Linked DNA regions of Gossypium hirsutum: regions 1 and 3 are each linked to region 2. The links are chromatin contacts, called in public Hi-C maps. All regions are on one chromosome and are shown on one strand. The core of a region is the stretch at or near the end of the contact, and the rest is flanking DNA. Distances in the headings are between cores, read along the strand shown. Region 1 has its middle 4.2 kb from the start of LOC121232117. Region 2 holds the start of LOC107887344 (glutathione S-transferase DHAR3, chloroplastic). Region 3 holds the start of LOC121232120 (cytochrome P450 85A).

Evidence for each region. A called contact is a pair of places that touch in the nucleus more often than the background predicts.
Region 1: a contact with region 2 is called in a Hi-C map of leaf, with 2.8 times the contacts expected there. The contact joins the enhancer-like site here to the promoter of LOC107887344 in region 2. A contact is called at or near these places in 3 of 34 Hi-C or Micro-C datasets (all in leaf).
Region 3: a Hi-C map of leaf shows a contact between it and region 2, with 3 times the contacts expected there. The contact joins the promoter of LOC121232120 here to the promoter of LOC107887344 in region 2. A contact is called at or near these places in 5 of 34 Hi-C or Micro-C datasets (hypocotyl and leaf).

What each region holds. Positions count from the first base shown.
Region 1 is chrA07:12,226,622-12,230,476 of Gossypium_hirsutum_v2.1, reverse strand. No RefSeq gene overlaps it. Among protein-coding and RNA genes, the nearest start is that of LOC121232117, 4.2 kb to the left of the region's middle. Within about 2 kb of position 1,441, at least 1 of the 9 cell types and tissues checked has an H3K27ac peak or open chromatin away from gene starts, as enhancers often do. A contact at or near this core is called in leaf, where this site is marked.
Region 2 is chrA07:12,054,267-12,058,237 of Gossypium_hirsutum_v2.1, reverse strand. It overlaps LOC107887344 (glutathione S-transferase DHAR3, chloroplastic), which reads left to right and starts at 1,327. Exons shown (of 6, transcript XM_016811545.2): 1 at 1,327-1,706; 2 at 2,527-2,617; 3 at 2,709-2,852; 4 at 3,173-3,290; 5 at 3,372-3,512; 6 at 3,693-3,950. The coding sequence starts at 1,499. The coding sequence ends at 3,779.
Region 3 is chrA07:12,296,985-12,300,731 of Gossypium_hirsutum_v2.1, reverse strand. It overlaps LOC121232120 (cytochrome P450 85A), which reads left to right and starts at 1,802. Exons shown (of 9, transcript XM_041117580.1): 1 at 1,802-2,127; 2 at 2,205-2,526; 3 at 2,609-2,758; 4 at 2,840-3,088; 5 at 3,169-3,255; 6 at 3,350-3,428. The coding sequence starts at 1,934.

The DNA of each region.
Region 1 (3,855 bases), core at 192-2,691, 170 kb before region 2:
ATTGATTTTACGATGTAAATTCATTTGAACAACCATTAATTTCTAAACAACATTGATCCTGAAATTCTCATGTAAAATTCGCACACAAAATTACAACAAATTGTGTAAAATGGGATCGAAAAATTATTTCACATGTACATGTAAAAAAATTAAAGTAAATGAAAGAGAAAGTACCCTACCCAATCTTTGAAAATGTCTAATAACCAAGCAAAAGATAAAATACATAAGCTACTGCTATTTTAACTACTGAAATTATATTAATTAATATAATAAAATAATAGGGTATTTTTCCCTTAAAACTTAGATTCTACCCATAATCCTACATAACTTAATAAATGAGTCGTAATGAGATTACACCATATATTACAGCATTTTGACACTATTCCGTAATGTGATATCACGGGATGGTTGAAATGATGACAATTCAAATACCATAATCTCATTCAGAATGTAACCTTATAGGCCATAATGTTACATTCAATGAACCAAATGCCCCCTTAAAGAAACAAATACATCAACTTATTTTTATATTAGATAAGAATAATCATTTGTGTATGTAATATGTAATGTAAAATGATCTTATATTGATAATGATGATAGTGGTTTGTAAAAATTAAATCAAATCAAATCAAAATGTCATGTATAAAATTACACAAAATTAAAATTTATATATATAATTACACATTATACCAAAATTTATTTCTTTCCATTAAATATATATTTATTTGATCATAAATAAAATGGGATTTTTAGAGTTTTAATTTCCTTTCATTAATTATATATTAATCTGTAAAAATTACATATTTTAAAATAAATTACATCATAGGAAAGCTCCTAAATATGCTGACGTTGAAAGATCACCATTGCACCTTGGCTCGAAGAAGCCGAGCCGAGCTGAGCCAAGCCGTCCTTGTTTGCCTTTTATACCAATCGAAACTTACCACTATGAAGTCTATATTTCTGAAATTACATAATTAAAAAAGTTATTTGCTAAATTATAATATTTCAAAATTCTGCAGAAATATAATATTAAAAATTTAAAACTAAATTATCAAAAACTTTTAAAATTATATTAACTTAATTTTCATTTTTAATGATGTAATATCATTTAATTTATTGGCAATGTGAACGGTGTAGAAAATTATATATTAATATTAAATTAAATTTTTATTGTTTTTTTATATACTTGTTTTCATATGAGTGTAGCATCATGATTTTTAATTTTTATTTTTTGATACAATGTTTAAAATTAACCATAATCCCTTCTTAACTTTTAAATAAGAGAATAATATATTTTAATGTACTCGACACTCGCATTCTCTTATATTAATAACTATGCCGATGCAAACTGACTTAATACTCATTGTTAATACCCAATATTTTACCGGCACAAACCCAGGTCCAACCAAATATAAATAGCTCGGAGTAGCCAAAACTACAAAACCCCACAAAGGGTTTCTAGCCCATACACATAATGGGGTTGGCCTCACAAGGGACCATCCCTCACAGAGCATATAAAGCATCCTCTCTAATATTTTTGAAAGACAATAAGTTTCTGTACTTTGAATTTGCAAAGAAAAGTTGGTGTATCCGAGCAATCTTAGGTAGGGAACATAAAACTTAGATTAATTTCCATTGCACATGTACATACACTTTTGGACTCAAGAATAACGTTATTGTTTCGGAGAGATACCTTCTTACAACTTTCTCCTCCTCATAAAATTGACATACACATTCAATAATTTGTTTTTGTAAATTGTTTCAACAACAATTTAATTGAAAAATATTTAGCTATTAGTTTAAGGAAAAACATCCACTATGAGAGCATGTACAACATTTATTAGGTATACTTCAAATTAACATTATGTTTTTGCTAAATCATTGTTATAATTTAAATGTTGTTAATTATGTTAACTTATTGTAATGTTGGATTTAATTAGCTGATATTTGAAGGTAAGTGTTCACTTAGACTCTCTTTACTCAATTAAGTGTAATCTAATCGAGCTGAATTTAAATTTAAAAGTTTGAAATAGAGTTCAAATTAAAATTTGAGGTTTTATGTTAAGTTTGTGTTAGACCAAACATCAAAATTTAAGTTTTAAATTTGGTTTAAGTTCTTTTTATATAATAAGGATGAAAATATAATTTTATAATATAAAAATTAATTAAAATGAAAAACTCAATCAAACTCAATCGATAGCATGTAAAAACTAATATCTTGTTTACAAAAACAATTAACAAATTTAAATATAATAATAGCTTTGATAAAATGCAAAAAGCCGTTTGAAGTAATTAAAAAAAGTATCATATTTTGAATCAATAAAATGTTTGGTTGAGAAAAAACAAACCTTTTCAAAGATGATCATGTTTTGAGTTATTTATTTTGGCATTTATAAATCTTAATTTGTAGATGCATATATTGAACAACATTTTTTTAAGCAAAAGAATTGTACCCATATAATTTTTACTATTTTGGTAGTGTTAGTAAAAGTTTAAGTTTAATTATAAGTATTTATGTAGATGTAGATTTTATTTTAAATTCAATTTTATTTGTTTAGTTTTATTTTGATTTAAGTCCGATTATCAATCCTTTTATATGTGCATGCAATGATTTGATTCTAATCATAATTTTACGAATGTGTTATTATAATGATTATTTCATTTGTGTCTAATTATAATTATATGAATTACTTGTAATTATAAATTGTATTTTTACCCTTCTTTTTTTTTACTTTTTATTTCTTATTTTTTTGAACTATATATAATATAATGCATGCATTATTAATTAAGCTTAAAAGATTGAATTTAACCTGCAGATGACTTTTTACTTGGTCAATTGTCAATCCCTCAACTTGCATCAAGTCCCTGATTTGCTTAGGAGTAGCCACTGCATGCCCAAAATGAAAAAAAAAAAGAAAATCAAAATTATTAGGACTGGTGGTGGAAATTTTAAATTTTATAATTGATGTTGAGATTTTGCAATGCGTCTTAAAATTATGTTGAATTTTTTTTAAAAAATAAATAATTAGGACATGTAACAAATTCTCGATTCTAGCTGTAAAGCTAAAATTTTCTACCTCCCGTGTTTTGAATAATTACACATAGTGGCAGAGTCAGAATTTTTTTTGGGCAGAATAAATTATATATTTTTACGATAATAAAATTATAATTTTATCATTTTAATAGTCTATATCTTTATAATTTTTAAAAAATTAAATCAAATTTTTATCATTTTTAAGAATAAATTATAATTTTACTATTACTAATTTATAAATTATAAAGAATCTAAATGAAAAGAAAATCATTTTAGGAAAAACGGACACCTACTAGCCCCTAACTCCTCCACTAATGACACAAATTGATATATCTCCAAAAAAAAAAAAGAAAAATATTCAAATCACTTAAAAAAAACAATGAAACCCATGCATCCATGCACAAACTGATCTATGTTAAAAAAAATATTTTTTTTTCAAAATAAATCATAATATTATAAGGATATTTATAGTAAAATTTAAACCTGCAATAGTAAACCAAAGGTTCATTTAATTATTATATAAATTTTTAATAAACATAAATTTTTTCACTTATATATATATTTGTGATGTTTTAAGTTCTGACCTTCAATGCCTCCAAGCATATTCAAAGCCTCCACAAACCTTGAATGAAGCTCAAAAGACCAACACCTCCTATTGTTCTTCCAAATGGGTTGTGTCAATGGCTTTAGGTGATGGTGTTGATGAAGATGATGATCATAATTACAATCAAAAGTTTCATCATTTCTCCATGAATATTCATCAATGGCTGCCACTTCCTTTTCTTTTCCACTTCTGCTTGATGCTCCAACACAATTCCAAG
Region 2 (3,971 bases), core at 78-2,577:
ATTTTTGAATTTTTTTTTGAATATCTTAAAATAATAATGTTGGTTTTTTAGCTATTTCTAATAGAAAATTATCTAGTTACCAAGTTTCTAAACTCTTTAAGTAAATTGGAGGGTGTCATCTATTTCATAGCATATAATAAAAATATTAAAAAAAATAAATATATAAAAAATCGGGTCACTTGTTACATTTTCAACGCTACTTGTGGAGCTTAAAATCTCCTCATATTATACATAAAAATAATTTCCTTTTCTAGTGTCTAGCTAATACTTTTAAGATAATTATTTAGTAGATTGTCAGTAGACTTATAGCAAAATCTTAGTCTCCCTTGTGAAGTTCAAAAATCCTATTATCTATGTACTGAATAATTATCCATATTTTTTTATGTTTATAAATGCATATATAATTTTGTTTAATGTAAAAGATAGTATATATGTATATATAAAATAATCATTTACTTAAGATAAGCATTTATACACTTTAAAACAGGCAGTACAAAGATTTATTGATAGAGTGTTCACCTTTCTTTAAAAATATCCTAATTTTGATTAATCATTTCACCAAAAAAATTAATTTTAAAATATTTACTAAATTTAAATAAATATAAAAATTAGAATGCTTTACTTTTTAAAAAATAAATATAATAATATATATTTTGCCATTTAAGATATTTCTATACATTTAATTACAATATTTTGAAGCATCGAAATTTAGAGAATAATTTAAGATATAAGCTATAATTTGAGGATATTCAATGAAATAATTCATAAATAAAATGAAATGCAAATGACTAGAACTAAAGCTGTCCATGAACCGGACTGAGGCTTGAGCCTGGGACCAAAGTTTTTAGAACTGAACCGGTGATCGAATCAATTCCTCTAATTCGATTAAATAAGTTATCAAAAAAAAGTCTTCAAATGAAAATTTGATTCGGTTACTAGTTTAGCTGGCCCATACTAATTCCTGAACCAATTGTACTGATGTCTCTCTTCGAACCAATGTCTCGATCCAATTAGTCTGATCTTTTAAGTTCGGTTCTATTCATTAACCATGTCTAGAATCTCAAACGATCCAAATAACTAGTTTTACTATTAAAAAATAATAATTTTGTATTATTTAAACAGGAAAACAAATCAAATCGAAAAAGTCCGAAATTAAAAAAATCTAAACTCAAACCTAACCGAAAATAGGCTGAAATGACTGGGCCAGGCTAGCTGCCCGGCGCATCAACACCGAACAAACAAATATTGAAAAAAATGATAGGCTAGGAAAATGGGCCACATAGGCCTGTAATAGGCCCATATATAATTAGGCTTTTAAGACAGAATTGGTGTACACCTTTACGCTTTAAAAATTTTGCCACGTGTCAAAACACAAAAACAGTTAACAGTTTGAACCTCCTATCACAAACAGCCTCCCAAAAAAACATAAACGGAGATAACCAAAAAAAAAGAAAATCCGCACTTTCAAACACACACACACACACAAAAAAAAAAAAAAATGTCGACGGCAGTAGCATTGTCTTCCTCACTTAAACACAATTTAGCTTTGGGCATTCGATTCCCTCAGAACCCTTCCTTTTACCATCGAAATGGACCCAAAGTTTCAACTTTTAGAACCTTCACAGTTGCAATGGCGGCCATTAACACTACTCCTCTTGAAATCTGCGTTAAAGCTTCTGTTACCACTCCCAATAAGCTTGGCGACTGTAAAATCTCTTCCTTTCTTTCTATGATGTTGTTTCTTTGTTTGTTTACTGAGAAAATGTGAAACAAAACAAACAAAGAGAAAAGTTCAATTATATTGTTCTTTGTATGTTTTGAGAATTCACTAATCAACTATAATTCATAAGGATTGAAGCTTTCTGATTTTGTTTTCTAATAAAGCATGGGAAAGAAAATTAGGGTCCAAAAGAGGAAATTTTTATTCTTTAGAATTGGGAAATATGATATAATTTTGACTGTAAAATCCCTTTCTTTCTTTCTTTCTATGATGTTCTTGTTTGTTTACTGAAAAAATGTGAAACAAAGAAAGAAAGAAAAGTTCAGTTCTTTTTTTATTTATATGCTTTATATGTATTTAGTTTTAGCTTGATTGCAATTTTAAAATCCTGAGAATTCAATTAATCAAATTATATATAATTCATAAAGATTGAACATTTTTTATTGCTTTTCAAATTAAGAATGGGAAAGAAAATTAGGGTCGAAAGGAGGAAATTTTGATTTTTTAGAAAATTTGGGGTAAAAGTATCTTGGAGGCAGTCAGATTGTATTATGCCCTCTTAGGTAAAAAAAATTGGGGGTAAATTAGTCTTTCTATCAGTCATTTTTGTTGAAAATTTCAATAGAAATGCATGAAACCAGAAGGACAAGTATAAAATACAAAGATTAATTTGCCCCATTTTTTTAGTAGAGGTGGAATATTGCAATTCAACTCCTACTAAAAAGGATTTCATGGTATTTTTATCGAAATTTTGGGTTATGGTGGAATATTTATTTATTCATTTATTTGTGAAATGTGTGGTTCAGGCCCCTTTTGCCAAAGGGTATTGCTGACTATGGAAGAAAAGCATCTTCCTTATGAAATGAAGTTGGTAGATTTGTCAAACAAACCAGAATGGTAATATATATATATATGTATATCCATGGAACACTGTAGACAGTAATGTGCTATGTTCAATATTTTCGTTTTAACAATGGGTTGAATTCAGGTTCTTACGAATCAGCCCCGAAGGGAAGGTTCCGGTAGTGAAATTCGAAGACAAATGGGTTCCTGATTCTGATGTAATTGCTCAGTCATTGGAAGAAAAGTATCCCGATCCACCATTGGTAACTCCGCAGGAAAAAGCATTGGTGTATGTCTTAGTGATCATATTGATGTTTATAAACTGTTTTTGAGTGAATAAGTGATGTGTTGCACTGCTTGCTGTATAGTATTGTTATCTTGTACTTTTAATTTCGATGCTTTGAGTGATTGCAGCGCTTACAGTCATTTGTTTAGCTACATGTTCTGTTTAATGGTTGAGACATCGATATATCCTTGAAAATTCTATTTTTTGTGAGAACCATCTTATGATTCGATATATGGCATGACTATCTCATGATTGCTTGAAATTGTGTTGGTTTTTGAGCATCATTGATGACGTCATATCGAGCTTTCGGTTTTCTCTTGCAGTGGCTCGAAGATCTTCTCCACATTCATCGGTTTTCTTAAAAGCAAAGATCCTAGCGATGGAACAGAGCAAGCATTGCTTGACGAGTTAAGCTCATTCAATGATTATATCAAAGAAAACGTGAGGCCTCTATCTGGTTCGTTAAATGTGTTACGATTCGTTTACTTGCTGCATAATCGATTTATACTTTTTTCCTTTAAGGGTCCTTTTATCAACGGGGAGAAGATTTCTGCGGCGGACTTATCTGTAGCACCAAAGCTATACCATCTCGAGATTGCTTTAGGGCATTACAAGAAATGGTCTATTCCGGACACACTTCCCTACACGAAATCTTACATGAAGGTACATCGTTTATTATGCTTGAACCACATGAAAAAGTAGATATTAGAACTAACCAATGACATATTATTGCTCATCTCAATGCGCTCGTAACACGAGCTAAATCGTGATTTTTAGCCCTCGACTTCAAAATACATGCCATGCATGCGTGCGTGTTTGATCGGATTATTTTCTCATTTGCAGACGATTTTCTCGATGGATTCATTCATGAAAACACGTGCTAGTCCCGACGACGTAATTGCGGGTTGGCGTCCAAAAGTTATGGGCTAATTCTTGGCATGCAAATGAGATCAAAGGACCTAGTTTTGTATCTTCGAAGTTAATATCTTATTTACATTGGTATTTACCGGGCTTTTTCACCCATAATGTATTAAATATTAACTCGATATTCTATGTTTAATATTTATCATCGAGCCTAATATATTTTATTTTAGGTTAAAATGCTAAGAAATCCCTTAAAAC
Region 3 (3,747 bases), core at 553-3,052, 240 kb before region 2:
ACTTTAATTCTCGGAAAAGAAATTCAGGGTTTTCTTGATTCCAATTTTACATCAAGACAAATGCTTAGTGTTTTCTTTCCTTGTATTTCAATAATTAAACACCTTGCTAAAAATTGAGAATTTAGCCCCCTCGGTTTTAATTTTTCATAATTTTATTTTACTGAAAATTGTCATTCAACAATTTATATACAATGAATTAACAAAAAATCAATAGTTAAAGTTGGTGTGTAACAAATTAAAGTAAATGGACTACTAAATAGATGAAATTCATAATTAAATCTTAAAATTTTAGATATATCTCTAAATTTTCAAAATTTATGAATAGTAATTAATTATAAAATTAAATAAATCAAATCAAATTTAAAATCTCAAAACTTAAATTTCTACCAGTAGTATTTTCAAAATTATAATTATAAATTTGTTAAAAGTACATCTCCTCCAAAGTACACTGCACAACGTATAATCAATCAAAAAGAAAGCAAAAGAATTCTACTTCTTCACGTAATCAATCTAAGTCTGTAAACTGTACTGTTTGCTCTTCTTTTTTCATTTTTAGTCTCTGTTGAAAACAAACCTGAGACACAAATATAAGTTGCAATAAAATAATAATAATAATTTAATTTCAAGCTTTTAAAATAAAATTTTCCTTTGGGTACTAAAAAAAATTCCATTTTATGGTTAAACATTAACATAAATGATAAAATAATCAAACAGTTATTTATAACGTGTAATGTGTATTTAAAAAAAAAACAAAACAACCCAACCCCTAATAAAGAAAACATCCATGGTACTTTTAGCCAAAGAGGGGCAGTCAAAAGCTTGAAACTAGTAGTTACAATGGAACCAAACCCCTTTCTCTATCTCTCTCTTCACTTATTCACATGGTAACCAGGAGCCTGTCTTTTAGTGGTCTTTTTTGTATATCCATGAACAGATCTTGTTGACAGACATGTGAAGCACTGTGCTTTGGAAGTAAGCTTATATATAATATATATTATATTATGTAATATAGAGAGAGATATATAATTTTTAGGTCCAATAGGGTGGTATGCATGTGCCTCTTACCCTCATCACACATTTCCAACCTTTACCTTTATTTTACTTTGACTGAATTAGTTGCATCTTTCATCTAGTTTTTATTCCAATTATATCCAGATAACTTCTTTGTAATTCCATACACACACACACACATATACATACATTATATGTATGTGAAGAAACAGACAAGAATTGGGTTCATTCTCCTAATGCAGTTCTTTCATTTAAAGTTAAATTATATTATATTTTATTTATTTTAAAAATTAAAAATTAATTTTTATATATTTTTTCAAAGAACAAATTAGTTTTTTCTATTAAATTTTTTATCTATTTATACTCTTAAAAAATGTAGATATAAATAGTGATACGTGAAATGTCACATGTACATTATATTAATGTGTAAATATTAATTTTTAATAATAGAAATAAATGAAAATTTTTAATTAAAAAATCGGTTTGCTCTTTCATTATTGAGATTAATTTACTTTTACTTCTACTGGTAGAAGACTGTAAAATCTTTACTATCAAACAAACATTCATGCCCCCGTATTCTTGAAGAATGAATTCTTTCTTAATCTGCATAGTCTGTTTCTTTCTTCTTCTTCTTCTTTTTTAAATGTTTAAAATAAATATATATAATTTCCTTGAAATTCTTTTTTTAAGGTGTAGGGTCCTTTCCTAATGAGCTGCATGGTTCAGCCTATATGTCTTTTATCTTGTCAATGGACTATACATAGAGAGAGGGGTGTGTGGGACTATGGGTTTTAACACTTTACACTCCTATATATATATGGGTGTGTGTGCACCCCTTTAGTATATGTAGACTAATGAGAGAACTCCCATAACCATTTTTGCAGAGCTTTTGGAGATCTTTAAAAGAAGAAAAAAAAAAACAATGGCTCTTTTCATGGTGGTTTTGGTACTGGTGTTCATTCTGGCCCTTTCTATATGCACTGCTTTGTTAAGATGGAATGAACTTAAGTTCAGTAAAAAAGGGTTGCCTCCTGGTACTATGGGTTGGCCAATCTTTGGTGAAACCACAGAGTTTCTCAAACAAGGTCCTAATTTCATGAAAAACCAAAGAGCAAGGTAAACTGCCCCCATACCCCGCTCTCATTTCAAATGTTCTCAAACATTCTGTAATTTTTTCATTTTGGTCCTTACAGGTATGGGAGTTTCTTCAAATCACATATACTAGGATGTCCTACAGCTGTTTCCATGGATCCAGAGCTTAATAGATATATACTAATGAATGAAGCTAAAGGTCTTGTTCCTGGTTATCCACAGTCCATGTTAGATATCTTGGGTAAATGTAACATTGCAGCTGTTCATGGTTCTACACATAAACAAATGAGAGGAGCTTTGCTTGCTCTCATTAGTCCTACTATGATTAAACAACAACTTTTGCCTAAAATAGATGAATTCATGAGAAATTTTGTGAGTGATTGGGATAATAAAATCATTGACATTCAAGAAAAGACCAAACAGGTTTGTTTCTTTTACAGCTTTGCATTAGTTCATAGGTGTTTTCCTCTGTTTTCCTAATATGTATTTTTGTGTATGTCTGTAGATGGCATTTTTATCATCACTTAAACAAATTGCAAGTGTTGAATCAACTTCAATAGCACGAGAATTCATGCATGAGTTCTTTAAATTAGTGTTGGGGACTTTATCGCTGCCTATCGATCTCCCCGGTACGAATTATCGACGAGGACTTAAGGTAAAAAATCCATCAGCATTTTGTTTTTCATTACATTCCATAGTCTCAAGTCGATTAAGTTGTTCATTTATCACCTTGCAGGCAAGGAAAATTATACTTACAATACTAAAGCAACTGATAGGAAAGAGAAGAGGCTGTCAAGAATCACACAAGGACATGCTTGCTTACTTGATGAGCAAAGATGATAATAATAGATACAAATTAAGTGATGCTGAGATCATTGATCAAATCATTACCATCTTGTATTCTGGTTACGAGACCGTGTCGACGACATCGATGATGGCCGTTAAGTACCTACATGATCATCCATCTATTCTTGAAGAACTAAGAGTAAGTAACAAAAAAAAAAATCATGTTCTTCATATCTTTGTAATGAAATTTTTTTGATCTATTGATGAACAAATTTACAGAAAGAACATATGGCAATTAGAGAAAAGAAAAGACCAGAGGACCCGATTGAATGGAATGATCTTAAGCCAATGAAGTTCACTAGAGCTGTAAGAAAAATTGTGGGTTTTTTTTTTTGAGACATTATTTTTATTAATGAGTAATTTATTTTGAACTAAATAGTGATTTTGTTTTTTTATGCAGGTGATTTTTGAGACTTCAAGATTAGCTACTATTGTTAATGGGGTTTTAAGGAAAACTACTGAAGAAATGGAACTAAATGGTAAGTGAGCATTTAAATATATATTATTAAAGTGTGGGATCCATATATTGAAAATAATTCTTTTTGATCCTTACCTTTTGTAATATGAGCTTTATGGGCTCAAGAAGCTGAGTTTGCACTTTGCAAAAGTTATATATAATATAAACATTAGATTAAATCACTTTTTTGGTCTAAATTTTTTTTTTTAAATTAGTCATTGAACTTGGCAATTACTCTTATATTAGACCTTAAATTATTTTTTTGTCCAAATCAGTCATTGAATTTGGCAATTGTTCTCACATTGAAGCCTAAACTTTTTTTAGTTCAAATTAATCTTTGA